2 separate regions of the Cricetulus griseus genome follow, and region 1 is linked to region 2. A link is a contact called in public Hi-C data. All regions are on one chromosome and are shown on one strand. The core of a region is the stretch at or near the end of the contact, and the rest is flanking DNA. Distances in the headings are between cores, read along the strand shown. Region 1 overlaps Prdm2 (PR domain zinc finger protein 2). Region 2 holds the start of Prdm2 (PR domain zinc finger protein 2).

Region 1 (6,425 bases), core at 2,898-5,397, 49 kb after region 2:
TGGTTTCTTTTGGAAGATGGTGGTGGTTTCTTTTGTAATAAATACCTCTGTCCAAATTGCTGTAACAAACAAATAGCTCTTCATTCACTTGGTTCCATTATGTATGTGTCAGACTAGGGGACAACTCCATAGAAATTTTGTTTCTTTTAAAATCTTTACAGAGTTGGAAACCCTTGAGCATTTCAGGCAGTGTCCTGGGTTTATAGGTGTGGTAGCATAAGGCCTTCTGCAAATTGTGTTAAACATTTGGCTGCTAAATTGTATTTTCCTAGCATTGCCACTAACTGGACAGCTGTGACATGTTTATACCTAATACTGGCTTCCAGGTCCTGCAGGATTTGGAGTTTTTTGTTTGTTTGTTTGTTTGTTTTGTTTTCATTTTTATACCTTGGCTGTTGAAAACCTTGTTTTTCATTTCTTTTTTGCTGAATTGTAGTCACAGGCTATTCTAGTAGCCCTGCTGCTGCCTGGTTCCAAATGCCACTGAGGATTCGTTCTATTTCTCAAATACATCTCAAGCCACAGACACATCTGGTTCCTGGTGGAGACAAAGTAGCTGTGAGACAGGCAGTGTAAACTAAAGGCGGAGGCAGCTGTGGAGGGCAAACTAAGGGTGAGGGTAACTGTGCAGGTCGAGTGCTCCTTATTTAGAGTGTTTAGTGTCAGAGTCTTTTGTATTTTGAACACTTGCATACACCTAGTTCTTGGGGATCTAGACATCTAAACACAGAATTCCTGTATGACTCAGACACATCTGAGACAAGCAGACATACAGGGGCGCTGTTGGTCCTGCTTTTGGTTGTGGGAGGTCATGTCACTACTCAAAGGCTTTAAATTTTGGAGCATTTCAGGTTTCAGGTTTTTGTATTGGGAGTAGATGTTTAACTCATAAAACTAATTCATACAGTTTTTGTAAAAAGTAGATGAGCCAGTATATAGTGGATCAGTTTAGAGGATTAATAACTACTCCAAGTGAGAACTAGTGCTCTGCACTGGCAGGGCGTAAGTTCTCATCTCTGCACACCTGCTGGCCTGACCTCTGGTAGTTGTTCAGGTATGCCTGTGGCCTTTTGGGTCCCTCAGCAGTGATTACCTGTGTTCTCCAGGAGTCAGCATTCCCTGAGGCAGGCTTTGTAAATGAATTGCATAGGAATTTGTTGTGAGAAATCTTGAAAATGCTAAGGATTACAAAAAACAACTAAAAATATCATCTTTGTCTTTTGTAGGAGTGTCTGTTAGTATGTAGCTCCATAATATAGTAACATCTTACTCACTGACAGTGTTGAAAGTTGGTCAGTACTGAACAAACTAGGCTTCCCTTCAGTCCTTCACATCTATCAACATTTAAACTATTTTAAAATTTGATTTGCAGTATACAACTTCTAGGTTGTTTTGCAATAGAGAATAACTTGAATGCACATGAGCATCCTTCTCTATCAGGAGCTTGTATTGATTCCCACCCTCTCCATCTATTGGTGTTGAAGGTCAAAACAGGGCACTGAGCTTCATCCCTGGCCCTGAGCAGATGTTTAATTCATTTCCTTGTGAAGTGCAGCTAGCCCTGCGATGCTCGCAGATCAGTAAAAGGGAAACAGGAGCTAGGAACAGGTGTTTGTGTTGATGTTCTTGGAGGCCGAGTGTCTGGTGGTGGCTTCTAGCCTGTGTTCAGATTACACCTATCCTCACTATTTCCCCTTTACTTTAAAAATTTTATATTTTCTAGAATCCTAATCATTTCCAATACTATTTCAGAAGCATATCGAATAAAAGAGAAATGAACTAAAATTTACATGCTCTAAAAAGTTTAATTTTAAAGCAAACAAAATAGATTAGTTTATCAGAGTGTCAAAAGGCATTTGTAATGGCTGTTTTAGCTCATTACTGGATTGTTAAATTAGGGTTTTTAGTTTGTTTGAATGATACAAGAAGGGATATGAGATATTGGTTCAAAATAAAGTGGCATAATTTTAGCTGTTTTGGAGGAACAAAGTAAATAGTGGCTGGTTCTTTTATTTTAAACAGCTTGAATATTTTGAAATAGTGGGAATTCTGTAGACAGTGAAACAATGTCATGCTTACTATATAAACTGGAAGCTTGTGAAAGTAATGGACCATTTTGTTTCTTAACTAACATCTCTAATGGAATTTCCTTTTTAAAACAAAATGGGCTGAGTAGTGCACACACCTTTAATGCCAGTGCTTGGGAGGTAGAGGCAGGTGGCTCTCTCAGTTCAGCCTGGTCTACCTAGAGAGTTCCAGGCCAGCCCAGGCTGCATGGTAAGACCCTGTCTCAAAAAAGCCAAACAAACAATAAACAAACTTTTACATAGCCACAGTACACTGGCACATCGGGCAGCCAGCACCTAGGTGGCATTTTATTAGCTGATCTGTCCACTCAGCCAAGATTGTATCTGTTGTTGCAGTCATGTCCTTGTAGGAAAAGAATTCTGGCGCTCATCTGTCTCCTAGGTTTGGTGAATCAGTCAGGGTCCTCTAGACTCACAGAATTTATGGAATGAATCTCTCTCTCTCTCTCTCTCTCTCTCTCTCTCTCTCTATATATATATATATATGTATGTATGTATGTATGTATGTATGTATGTATGATTGACTTACAATAATGGCTAGCTGTGAATGGAAAAATCCCAAGAATTTAGTAGTTGCTTAGTCCTACAAGGCTGGGTGTCTCAGCTGGTTTTCTGTCTATACTGGCATCCAAAGTAGGCTCTAATGCAGTGAAGGGATGGGCTAACACAGCAAGGGCAAGCATGCAGAAGGTGTGGTTCAGATTAAAGGTGTGTCTTCCCACCTTAGGTTCTGGACTAAAGGAGTGGGTCTTCCAGCCCAGATCGGGATCAAAAGTGAGTCCTCCCTGTCTGGAGTGTAGTTCATTCCAGATAGAGTCAAGTTGACAGCCAAGACTAGCCATCACACTTGGACAGTACTTTGGTCTTTGACAACATTTTAGTGCTGAGGAGACTGAATTTGGGCTTCTGATTAGATCCCACTTACGCCTTCTGGGCATCCCAGAAGTGACCTCTTCTCTCTCCGTGCATAGTCTCGGGAGGCAGGTGCTGTGTCTATCTGACTTATTATAAAGATACTTTCTCCCTTTGTGACTGATAGCTGTTTGTGGGGAGACGATTTTGACAGGAGGCAAATGTTCTGGAACTTCTCAGACTTTCACCCTAATACCGTTAGGACCACTGGGAGTTTTGTCTGGATCAATCTGTGTCGATGATTGAGATATGGATTATTATAATTCCCTCTTTCCCACTGGTTCAACTTTAAGTGAGAACATTCCCTTTTGTCCATCTTCCTTCAGTCATCTGTTGCCAGCATGTGGGTTTAGATAGGGTTTTACTTGAACTTTCTGAACAGACCTCCCCAGTTCTGTTTATGACTCACTTTTTCACTCCAAGTGTTTCTTCATGATGCTTCAGGTGTAGTTGTATGATGGTGTCAGGAGCAATTGTGAAAAATTTAATGTTTTAGGAGCATAGGCATTTCTGTAACTAGAAATTGTGATGTATACTTTTATGTCTTCACAGGCCTGAGCTGGTTGGTAACTGCTTTGAGGATGCTAGGTCAGGGTCTGCCTGAGCTCAGCGCTTCTGTAATTATAAATAGCGGCTGTGTGCATGGATAAAGGTGCAGAGCGTTCCTGCTTAATTTGTGCTTGGAATTAGAAACTATGCTGCTAACTCCTTCCCATGCCATTTGCTTCTTAATGGCCCTTTAAATTTCTCATCCACTCGAATTTCATGGGCAGAATGGTCCCATGTTTTATTTTCTGTCTCGCGAGGGTGGAATGAGGCTTGTAGCTGGCTGTACGAATCTGGTGATGGAGGCTGAGCCGGTACACGCACTCCTGTGAGCCTCCCTGACAAGCTGCCAGGCACTTGCTTGCCCTGAGTGTCCTGCCTTGGCCCTGTCAGCCAAGTTTTCTGCAAGCCCGGGCGACGGCTCCACCTCCTGCCCGGGCGCGCGCCCCAGGGCCCGCCTCCTTCCTGCGCGCTCCCTGGCCCCGCCTCCTCCCTGCGCGTCCGCGGCGGCGGCGCCTTCCCGACAGCTGTTTGCGGTCGGCGCGCCGCTGCTGCCCGTCGCTGCGCCGCCCCCGCCAACAACCGCCTCTCTGATTGGCTCGCCCCTTGTCTCGTCTCTTGTGTAGCCAATCGCGCCTGGAGAGGAGCTCCTGGTCTGGTACAATGGGGAAGACAACCCCGAGATAGCAGCTGCGATTGAGGAAGAGCGAGCCAGCGCCCGGAGCAAGCGGAGCTCTCCGAAGAGCCGCAGAGGTAGGAATCGCCGCCGCCGCCGGGCCCGGGCCGCACCCGCGCGGGCGGAAGGGTTGAAGGCCGGGCGTTGCCCGTGGCGTCGCGGTGACCTTTTCCGGGCTCGGTCCGCCGTCCCCGCCCGGCCCGCTGCTGAATCACGGCGATCTCGGCGCGCTCGGGCTGTTTGCGAACTTGAGCCTGAGCGCCCGCGCGGCGGGAAGTGCGCGTGCGGCCCCCGAGTGCGGGCCCGGCCCTGCTCCCGGAATCGGGCCGTCCGGCCGCGCCGCGAGGGAGGGCCGCCCGCGCCTTCCGGCTCCGCTGACAGCGCAGGACGCGGCGGAGGAGGGAGAGGGGAAGGGAGAGCGGGACCTGGGAGAGACAAAGATGGGGTGCACCGGGGGCCAAGGGCGGTGGGCTTTGTGGAAGTTAAGGGGGCTTGCGTGCCCCCAGCTTTCCAGTTCAGTGATAGACGATGTTTTGAACAGAAGGTAGAATGTAGTCACACTTATAAAAGGGAGGGGATAATTTGTGGCTAGGAAAATAGTTTGGATGGCTATATCATATTTCCAGCTGGCATGCAGATACGTCGCTGGAATATTTTTAAGAAAAACTTTAACGCGAATTTGGGAATCTCTTATTAAGCCTAGTTTGAAAACAGGCCAAGGCAGGATACAGTCTTTTTTTATTAAAACAAGAACATTGGGTTTTTTTTGTTTTTGTTTTTTTTGTTTTTTGCTCTTTCCTTAGATCTTAGTAAATTGTTTTTTAATCCGAACAAGCCTGTTCTTTTCCCGGAACATTGCAAAGTATGTTGTGGGAGTGAGGCTATAAATAAAAGCATAAACGGGGTTTTGGAAAACTCTCAAGCAATATTTGATGAGCTCATTGTGACTTTTCAGTTTCATACTCTATGTATTTCACAGCAAAGTGAAATAGGCTCACCCAAGGATGGCCAGTGGGCCGCTTGCTGACTATGTTTTTTTTATTTATTGATGGTGATTTACTTACTACTTTAGTTCATTAAATACTTTGGTTCTGGGTCAGATGATAAGAGTCTAGAAAATTCCAGTCCTCCCCCAAGTGTTTTAACTGTGTGTTGAGATTTTGTTGGGCCAAGGCATAACATTTTGTTTACACTGCCATTATTTGACTTGTTTCTATACTTAGTCTACATTTTGTTTGTAACAAGAATTATGCTACCTGCCTCTCTAGATAAACAATGACTTGTGGAGTCCAAAAATTAGGGGACCTGGGAACTTTCTTACTGTGACACTAAATTCTGACATTTAATTAGATCTGTAGCTTGATGGGATTCTCACTTTGCTTTGTGGTAAACTTTGGTGTGTGTATTCAGAACCTGTTTCATTATTATTTTTCTTTAGGTATTATTCAGTTAGTTTACTGTGGAGGAAAAACATGGAACTATAACCTTGTTTTATTAGGGGTACACAGACTTAAATGCTTCATGGCTAGATCGCTGGTTTTTTATATTGTTTGGTAATCCGTATTTCTTACCCCTCATTATACTGATAAAGAGTCTGGACAGCGGATAGCTCACTGAGTCCTTCTTGAACTTTGATTAAAAGACTTGCATGAGCTGGGTGTTGGTGGCACACTCCCTTAATCCCAGCACTCGGGAGGCAGAGGCAGAGGCAGGCAGATTTCTGTGAGTTTGAGACCAGCCTGGTCTACAGAGCGAGTTCCAGGACAGGCTCCAAAGCTACAGAGAAACCTGCCTCAAAAAACCAAAAAGAAAAAAAAAAAAGACTTGTGTGAAGCTCATACTTAGAATCCCGCTTTGGGCAGCTTACTTCAGAAAAGGCCTGCTGGCTGTCCTTGACCTAAGGAGAGTATAGAGAATCAAACCTTTCTTAACTGTGCTGTGAAGTCTGACTTAACATCTGGGAAGACCTGAAGGCAGAACTTTTTATTGTTAACTCAGTATGACTTTAGGCATTTAGATTAATAGTTTCTTTGGCAGTGATGTCAGAGAGAATAAGGGTAAACTGACTCAGAGGCAGTGCTGGTTATTTGTTGGTGACATACAGCTGACTGGTAGATTGACATTGGGCACAACCTCAAACTGTTGAAACAAAGGACTGGATTCTTCACAGTTCTGGACCCCAGCTCCTCTGCATGACAGCTGCT
Region 2 (6,869 bases), core at 3,116-5,615:
GTCTAGTTTTGAACTTCATTTTCTTTCTCCAAGATAGGATGTCTCTGTGTATCCCTAGCTGTCCTGGAACTTGCTCTGTAGACCACGCTGGCCTCAAACTCAGAGATCTGCCTGCCTCTGGGATTACGGATGTGCACCACCACCACCACCAGGCTACCTTCATTCATTTTTATCCAAGGAGAATCCAGAATATGTTTTTCATCTTTGGTTGCTCGTGTGATTGAGATGTCATTCCTTGCTTGGGTAAATGATGTGCAGAGGGATGGACAAGAAGGGCAAAGTGACCAAACCAGGGAGACGCTGCTTCTTGTGGAAAAGCAATTTGGCTTCATAAAAGAGATTTTGTTTTGTTCCCATTTTCTTGTTTTTGAGGTGAGTAGTGCATTACCTGAACAAGCAAGGTTATGAAGTAGTTTCCTCAGATCTCGGGTCACTTACTATGACCACACCTTTGATCTTTCTAAAGCCACTCTTGCCTGACAGCTCAGGGGAAATATTTAGGGACAGTCACAGTCTTTTTATGCGGATACTGTTTTATGCTTTTCTATACTGAGGATTGAACCTAGGGCCTTGCACTTGCTAGGTAGGAGCTCACTAGATTGCCTAGTCTGTCCTTGAACTTTCTCAGTAGCTTAGGAAGTACTTGAACTCAGGATCTTCCTGCTTCAGTCTCCCAAATAGATATGATTCTCTTGAATGTGATGGCAGCTAATAACTGTGATTGGGTTGGCCATCATGACAATATTTACCCTAGAATTTATGCTTGAGAGCATATGTTTATCATAGTTGCCCATAGTGACTACTGGTGTAGCTCTCAAGTGTGTGTGTGTCTTTGCACATGTATGTGCACCAAATATGAGGTGTTTGATTCCTATGGAGCTGAAATGTCCAAGTTAAAAACTTGGTCTCATTTCTTAGTTTTATTTATTTCTGCATTTTATGCACGTGGGTACTTGATCTGCATGTACAACCTGCACATGAGAAGACAACAGCAGATGGCTGTGAACTGCCATGTGGGTGCTGGGAATTGAACTCAGGACCTTCAGAAGAGCAGTGAGTGCTCTTAACCACCGAGCTGTCTCTCCAGCCCCCTCACTCTCATTTTGTAACTGGGAAATTTCTTCATCCATGTTGGCCTTATTTCCCACAGCTGTACATGAGCTGACTACACATGGCTATGATGAGTGTAAGATAATCCATGCACAATAACAGAACCTAGCAGAGAACAAGTACTGTCATCATTCAGGGAGTCTCAAGTTCACTCCCATTGCCACTGACATTGTAGTTTAAACTCTTTGATCTAGCTATAAAAGTTTTAATCTTTTGGGTGGCAATTCTGTAGATATTGCTTCTGTTCTAATTTCAACCACATGCTTTTTAAAAACAATATACAACATCTGGGCTCATACATATCTGCTTTAATCCATTCGTGTTGAGATTAAATGGGAGATGCCATTTTACCCCTATAAAAAAAAGATCTATTTTGTGTTTTGCCATTGTTGTGGGTTTTGGGATGTTGCACTGAGTGAAGAGTGTGCCATGAACAGCATAGCCATGCTAAGGCATAATGTACAAAGCTGATCAGAGCTGGGCCAGGTGACTTGTGCAGCATGGCGTTTCACTCATGTTGAAGACTTTGATAAGGAGTGCATTTTATACTTCCATCTCCTAATAAACAGACCATGAGTTGTGATGAAACTGTCCCAATTCCTTCCCTAATTCATTGGCAGCACATTTCACCATTTCAAATAGGAAAACAGTAACACTTAGTGTATCACACAGGAAATCACTGCTAATGAAATTACATTGTATTCTTGATAGCCTTTGTCTGTTTTGGATTAAACAGCCAAAGCATAAAGTGTATAATTCAGTCTGAAAAGTGTCACAGGTTAAAGAATTGAAACATGTCCAGGCAAAATACGAAGATCAAAAGTTCATGATGGCTGGTTAGAGGTGGGATTCAGAAATAACTGAGACACGCTCAGTGTGGCAAACTAAATAATTATCCCTTAACATCTGACTACATCTAAATCCCTGGGATTTTCAAGCATTACCTTGTATGGAACTTCTGTGCATATGACTAAAGCAATTAGGAGATTAATTGTGGTTTATCTGGGGATCCTCAGTGCAACTGTATGGATTCTTTAAGGAGGAACAGAGAGACATTTGACACCTACAAAGGAAAGAGTGGTGTGAAGATAGAGGCAGAGAGTGTGCAGATGCTGGCCTTGAAGAGTTGAGTGGCATGGTCACAAGCCAAGGAATGCTGGCAGTCACCAGAAGCTGGAAGAAGGAAAACAGTATTCTCTAGAGGTCTCAGAGGAAAGTATGGTCCTGCTGACACTCTAGCTTTGGCTTACTGATACTGATTTTGGAGTCCAGCCACTACATTTGTAAGAGAGATTAATTTTCTGTTTTAAGACATCAAATCTGAAACAGTAGCTTCAGGAAAAAAATTACATTGTCATTTTAGATTAAAGACAGGAAGGACAGCCACTGACATCTTTGTCAGCTTTCTCTTGGAATGATGCTCTCTGGTTTTACCATGCCACTTTTGACTTGATAGTCCCCTATTTTCCTTTTGCCAGTGATATATGGGTTTTCTTTTAAACTGATGACTTGTGTGGCAGTTCGGTGGTAGATGAGATGGTGGTCTCCCCTTTTCTCACACAGACATCTCAGATGACTTTGATGCATGGATTAAGCTGTAAGGCAATAATCAAGTAAAAAGTGCAAAAGTCCAATGGTGGCCTGTATCACAATACTATATATCCAAGTGACATGCTTGCATGTATCTTTCAGGTTTACAAACTCTTCCCTGGATAGTGAGAGAAATAGGCAAACACTTGATGTTTTATTTCCTTTTCCCAAGGGCTCTATGGTGACCCAGTTCTTTTTAAGACCTTGACATTGGACATTGTCTTCACTTGTCAATAATACTGATGAAATGATCAGCTATGTCTGTCACCCATCCTTTACAGTAAGAATATCCCAAGATTCATGTTGACTGACATGTTTTCTAAACTCCAAGTACATTCCATGAACTTGTCTATGTTGTGGGATATTTGCACATTGTGTGAAGATGTGTTTGTTGTGACTGGAGTAATAAAAAGCTGAACGGCCAATAGCTAGGCAGGAAGAGGTTAGGCTGGACTTGTGCGGGAGAGAGGACTCTGGGAAAGAGAAAGGCATAGTTACTGGCCAGACATGGAGAAGAAACAGGAGGTGCAAGATGGTAGAGAGGTAATGCCATGTGGCAGAATGTCGATTAATATAAATGGGTTAACTTAAGTTGTAAGACCTAGTTGAGACAAGAATAAGCTAAAGGCTGAACTTTTATAATTAATAACAAGTTTCCATGTCATTATTTGGGAGCTGGCGGTACAGAGAATGACCTGCTACATGTCTGCTCTTTCCAAAGTTTTGGAGACACATTGGAATATAATATGTTATCTATTCTTCAGACTAGATCCTTTCACAAAGGAGTAATACGGCCCACTACAGTTAGATTCTTCCTTTCTTCTCAGAAGATAGCTTTATCTCGAAGTACTCATGGCTTTAAGTACCATCTAGATGTGACAACTCTAACTTTCATCTCTGGCAGTATCTCTCCACAACTTCAGATTGATAGACAACTATGCTCCTGTTAAACCTCTTTGCTGGGGATGTCCAGAAGTGTTCTCTAGTTCAACCCAGTCTATCTCCATCACACACCAACTATAGTCCAGGCATCAATTTGCTAACTTGTCTGCAAACATTGACTCAGTTCCCAAGGGCAAGGTGAAGGTCATGGTAGGTGCCACAGCTCCCTGGCACCGACCTTGACCCACGGTCGGCAAATGCCCCCGGTAAGGGATGAACAAAGCCACCCAGGTGCACCTGCCTTGCTGGAGTTTCATTTTAGTGCATGTGGCTGCCCTGGTCCTTTGCACACAACCTAAGCGGTGCCTGACAGAGGTATAATGGCCTTCCCAGTGGACCCTTTCTTCTGCTCTTGCTTTGCTTGAGACAAGATCTCACGGTGTGGTCCTGGCTGTCCTGGAATTCACTGTGCAGATCAGCCTGGCCTCGGATTCACAGGCGTCTGCCTGCTTCTGCTTCAAGAGTGTGGGCATCAAAGTGTGCGCCACCATGCCCAGCAGCCCTGGCCACCTGAGCAACCATGAAGCCCTCAGCCATAGCTCTTCCGCGGCCAAGCCGGCCCAGCAATGGCGACGCTCCGGGGCCCCTGGCGAAGCGGTGATTGACAGACACCGAGGCCCACACAGTCCGTCAGGGTCACGCCGCGTAGACGTGTCGGGGCCGGAGGGGTCGCGGGCCACGAGCTTCGCATCGGGTCGGGAGTCGGGGTTGCGGGCGCCCTGCCGACGTCACTTCCGGCCGGAGCCAAGATGGCAGCGGCGCGGCCGCGGACGCCGGGGCGACGGCGGCGGCGGCGTCTCTGGGCTCGCTGAGGCGCTGGCACCTCGCTCTCTGGTGAGCCCGGGCGGCGGAGCCGGGGCGGGCGGGCCTCGGGGGACGCCTCTGGTGTCGGTGAGGAGCGCGGCGGCGGCGGCGGGGCGGCGGGGCGGGGGCGCCCGGGCGGGTGACGCGGGGACTGCGGGGCGGGCTGACGCGCCCCCTCCGAGCTTCCTCGGAACCGCCGGGGACCGGTGGCGAAAGCTGACGGACGCCTGCGGGCGGGCGGCGGCGCGAGGCCCGCCCTGCGGCTCTCGCGTCCCCGCGGCCAAGTTTGGGGTCCGCCGCCGCGGGTGGCGGCGCGGCGCGGAGCTGCGGCGTCGGGGTGCGTGGCTGCGGGGCTGGCGGGGTCCGCACGTGGGCCCCGGGCGGTCCCCGTCAGCGGGGGCTGCGCTCGCCCCTCGCCTCGGCTCTTTTGTGTCCCGGCTGAGTGAGTGTCTGAGCGCATCCGCATCCCCGACTTGGTTGTGTGTCTCTCTCGAGTCTTTGTGTTTGTTTCCCCGCGTAGTTTCCGTGCGGTGGTGGTGTTACCCTGGCAATGGTCTCCCCGAGTGTTCCCATCGGCCCACGGGTGCGTATGTGCGTGTGTCACAGGTGTGTGCACCAACATGCATGTGACCGATTTTTTTTTTTTTTGGTTAGTCCGAAGATCGGTCTGCCATGTCTCTGTGGATGACAAGTGAGACACGAAATTTCACCTGACAGGTCAGTGTTCTTCCAGGATCCACGCGTGAAGCACCAGCCCCAAAGCCTGGTACCATTGGGTCGGGCCTGGAGCAGTGGGAACAAACCCGCAGATAACCGGGAAACCCCGTTGTCCCTTACTACGCAGTTTTGCACCTGGAGAAATGGGATCCATTCCCCCCCCCACCCCGCCCCATGTTTCATATATTGAGGACTTGGGTGTATTTGACCTGTGGACTTCTTTTGCTGAATCTCAGTGCCTTACCGTTAGGCCCCTTTAACCAAACCCTGGAATGTTTGTCTCTAGAACAAAATGTGCCCAGAACATGACTAAAATGTATCTCAAAGTTTTTGTTTACTTCAGGGTTATTGTTTAAAATAACATTTTACAGCAAAGGGAACCTACCAGGGTTCTTTTACCTACAAAGCACGGACTACAGTTTCGAGGGTCCTGCCCACGGTGGTATTAAAAAAGAGGTTTAGGAAGTTTGCATTCAGATATGAAGGAGGAGCTGAGATATTATTGTTGTTTTCTTTTCTGTTTTTGACATGGAATGTAGCTGCCACCTTCCAGGCTTTCTTACAAACGCTTTACTCGGTTTAAAAAAAAAATCTTTTCCATGTGAAATTTCAGCTTAGCTTTGAAGACCTTTATAGATCATTTTATAAGCTCCCCTTTATTTCAAGCCATGGGAATAGAGCTGTAAATCCATTGTTGGAAGCAACAGGGCTTTTCTTTCTTTCTTTCTTTCTTTTTTTTTTTTGTCTTTAAAACCGTTGATACATTCATTTAGGAAAGTTCTTAGACCCAGGAATACAATGATAATGCTCAATGAATGTTTCCTGTTTGTTGATGGAAGAGTTAGCTTCATTTAGGTTTTTCTACACAGTGCTCAAGATAAAGAGGTGCAACTTTGTAATAATGTCTTAGCTCTGTAAGCACAAAACAGCAAAACAGTCTCACTGTAAGACAGTGGGGAAAGAGAGAAAAGCACAAAGAAGGAATAGAAGCCAGCCATAACCTTCCGCCTCCACAGATAGCCATTGTTAACATTGTAGCAGATTGTCACCAGTCCCTCATGGTGTGCCTGCTTATATTTCTTTATGCACACATATTTATTTATGAAAACATTCACTTCTGTTTTATGTTTTACACAGAATTGATACGTTGTGTGTATTCATGGAGCTTGTCTTCCATTATGCTGTTGTAAGTTCGTATCTGTGTCTTTAACTGTTCTTCAATTTGATGTTTAATGGCTGTCTGATAACCTTGGGATTGGCCACCATTAGCCAACCAATTCCACATTGATCTGTATGGCTTTTAAAGCTTGACATGTTCTTTTCGTTACAATTTGTAAGTTTTTTCTCTATGGTGAACTTTAAAATTCTGTAGTTACCTAAGATTTGAAAACTGGAAAACCTGCTTTTTAGCATCTGACTACACATTTTTGTTTGTTTCAGCTACCTTTCTAAGAAGTAACAGTCCATTTCAGCTCCCTGTTTTCTTTGTGGCATCTGTGTAGCTCATGTGCATGTGCACATAGCTTCTTGTGATGATTATTTTACATTGGCTATTTGCTTATTTGTGGGACTATTTCTTCAGAATGTTTAGATATGACTTAGAAACCTTTCAGGGTCTGTTAAATCATAGTTTCCAGGGTGCAAAGCACCTTGGATTATTTACTGTTTTCATGTCTTCTGAACTAGCTCTGCATTAGTTTTAATAC

Evidence for each region. A called contact is a pair of places that touch in the nucleus more often than the background predicts.
Region 1: a contact with region 2 is called in a Hi-C map of fibroblasts, with 1.5 times the contacts expected there. The contact joins the enhancer-like site here to the promoter of Prdm2 in region 2. A contact is called at or near these places in 2 of 8 Hi-C or Micro-C datasets (fibroblasts and liver).

What each region holds. Positions count from the first base shown.
Region 1 is chr2:10,046,499-10,052,923 of CriGri-PICRH-1.0, forward strand. It overlaps Prdm2 (PR domain zinc finger protein 2), which reads left to right. Exons shown (of 10, transcript XM_035439429.1): 6 at 4,172-4,298. Among named protein-coding and RNA genes, the nearest start is that of Prdm2, 48 kb to the left of the region's middle. Within about 2 kb of position 4,148, at least 6 of the 6 cell types and tissues checked have open chromatin away from gene starts, as enhancers often do. A contact at or near this core is called in fibroblasts, where this site is marked.
Region 2 is chr2:9,997,575-10,004,443 of CriGri-PICRH-1.0, forward strand. It overlaps Prdm2 (PR domain zinc finger protein 2), which reads left to right and starts at 4,366. Exons shown (of 10, transcript XM_035439429.1): 1 at 4,366-4,476; 2 at 5,101-5,163.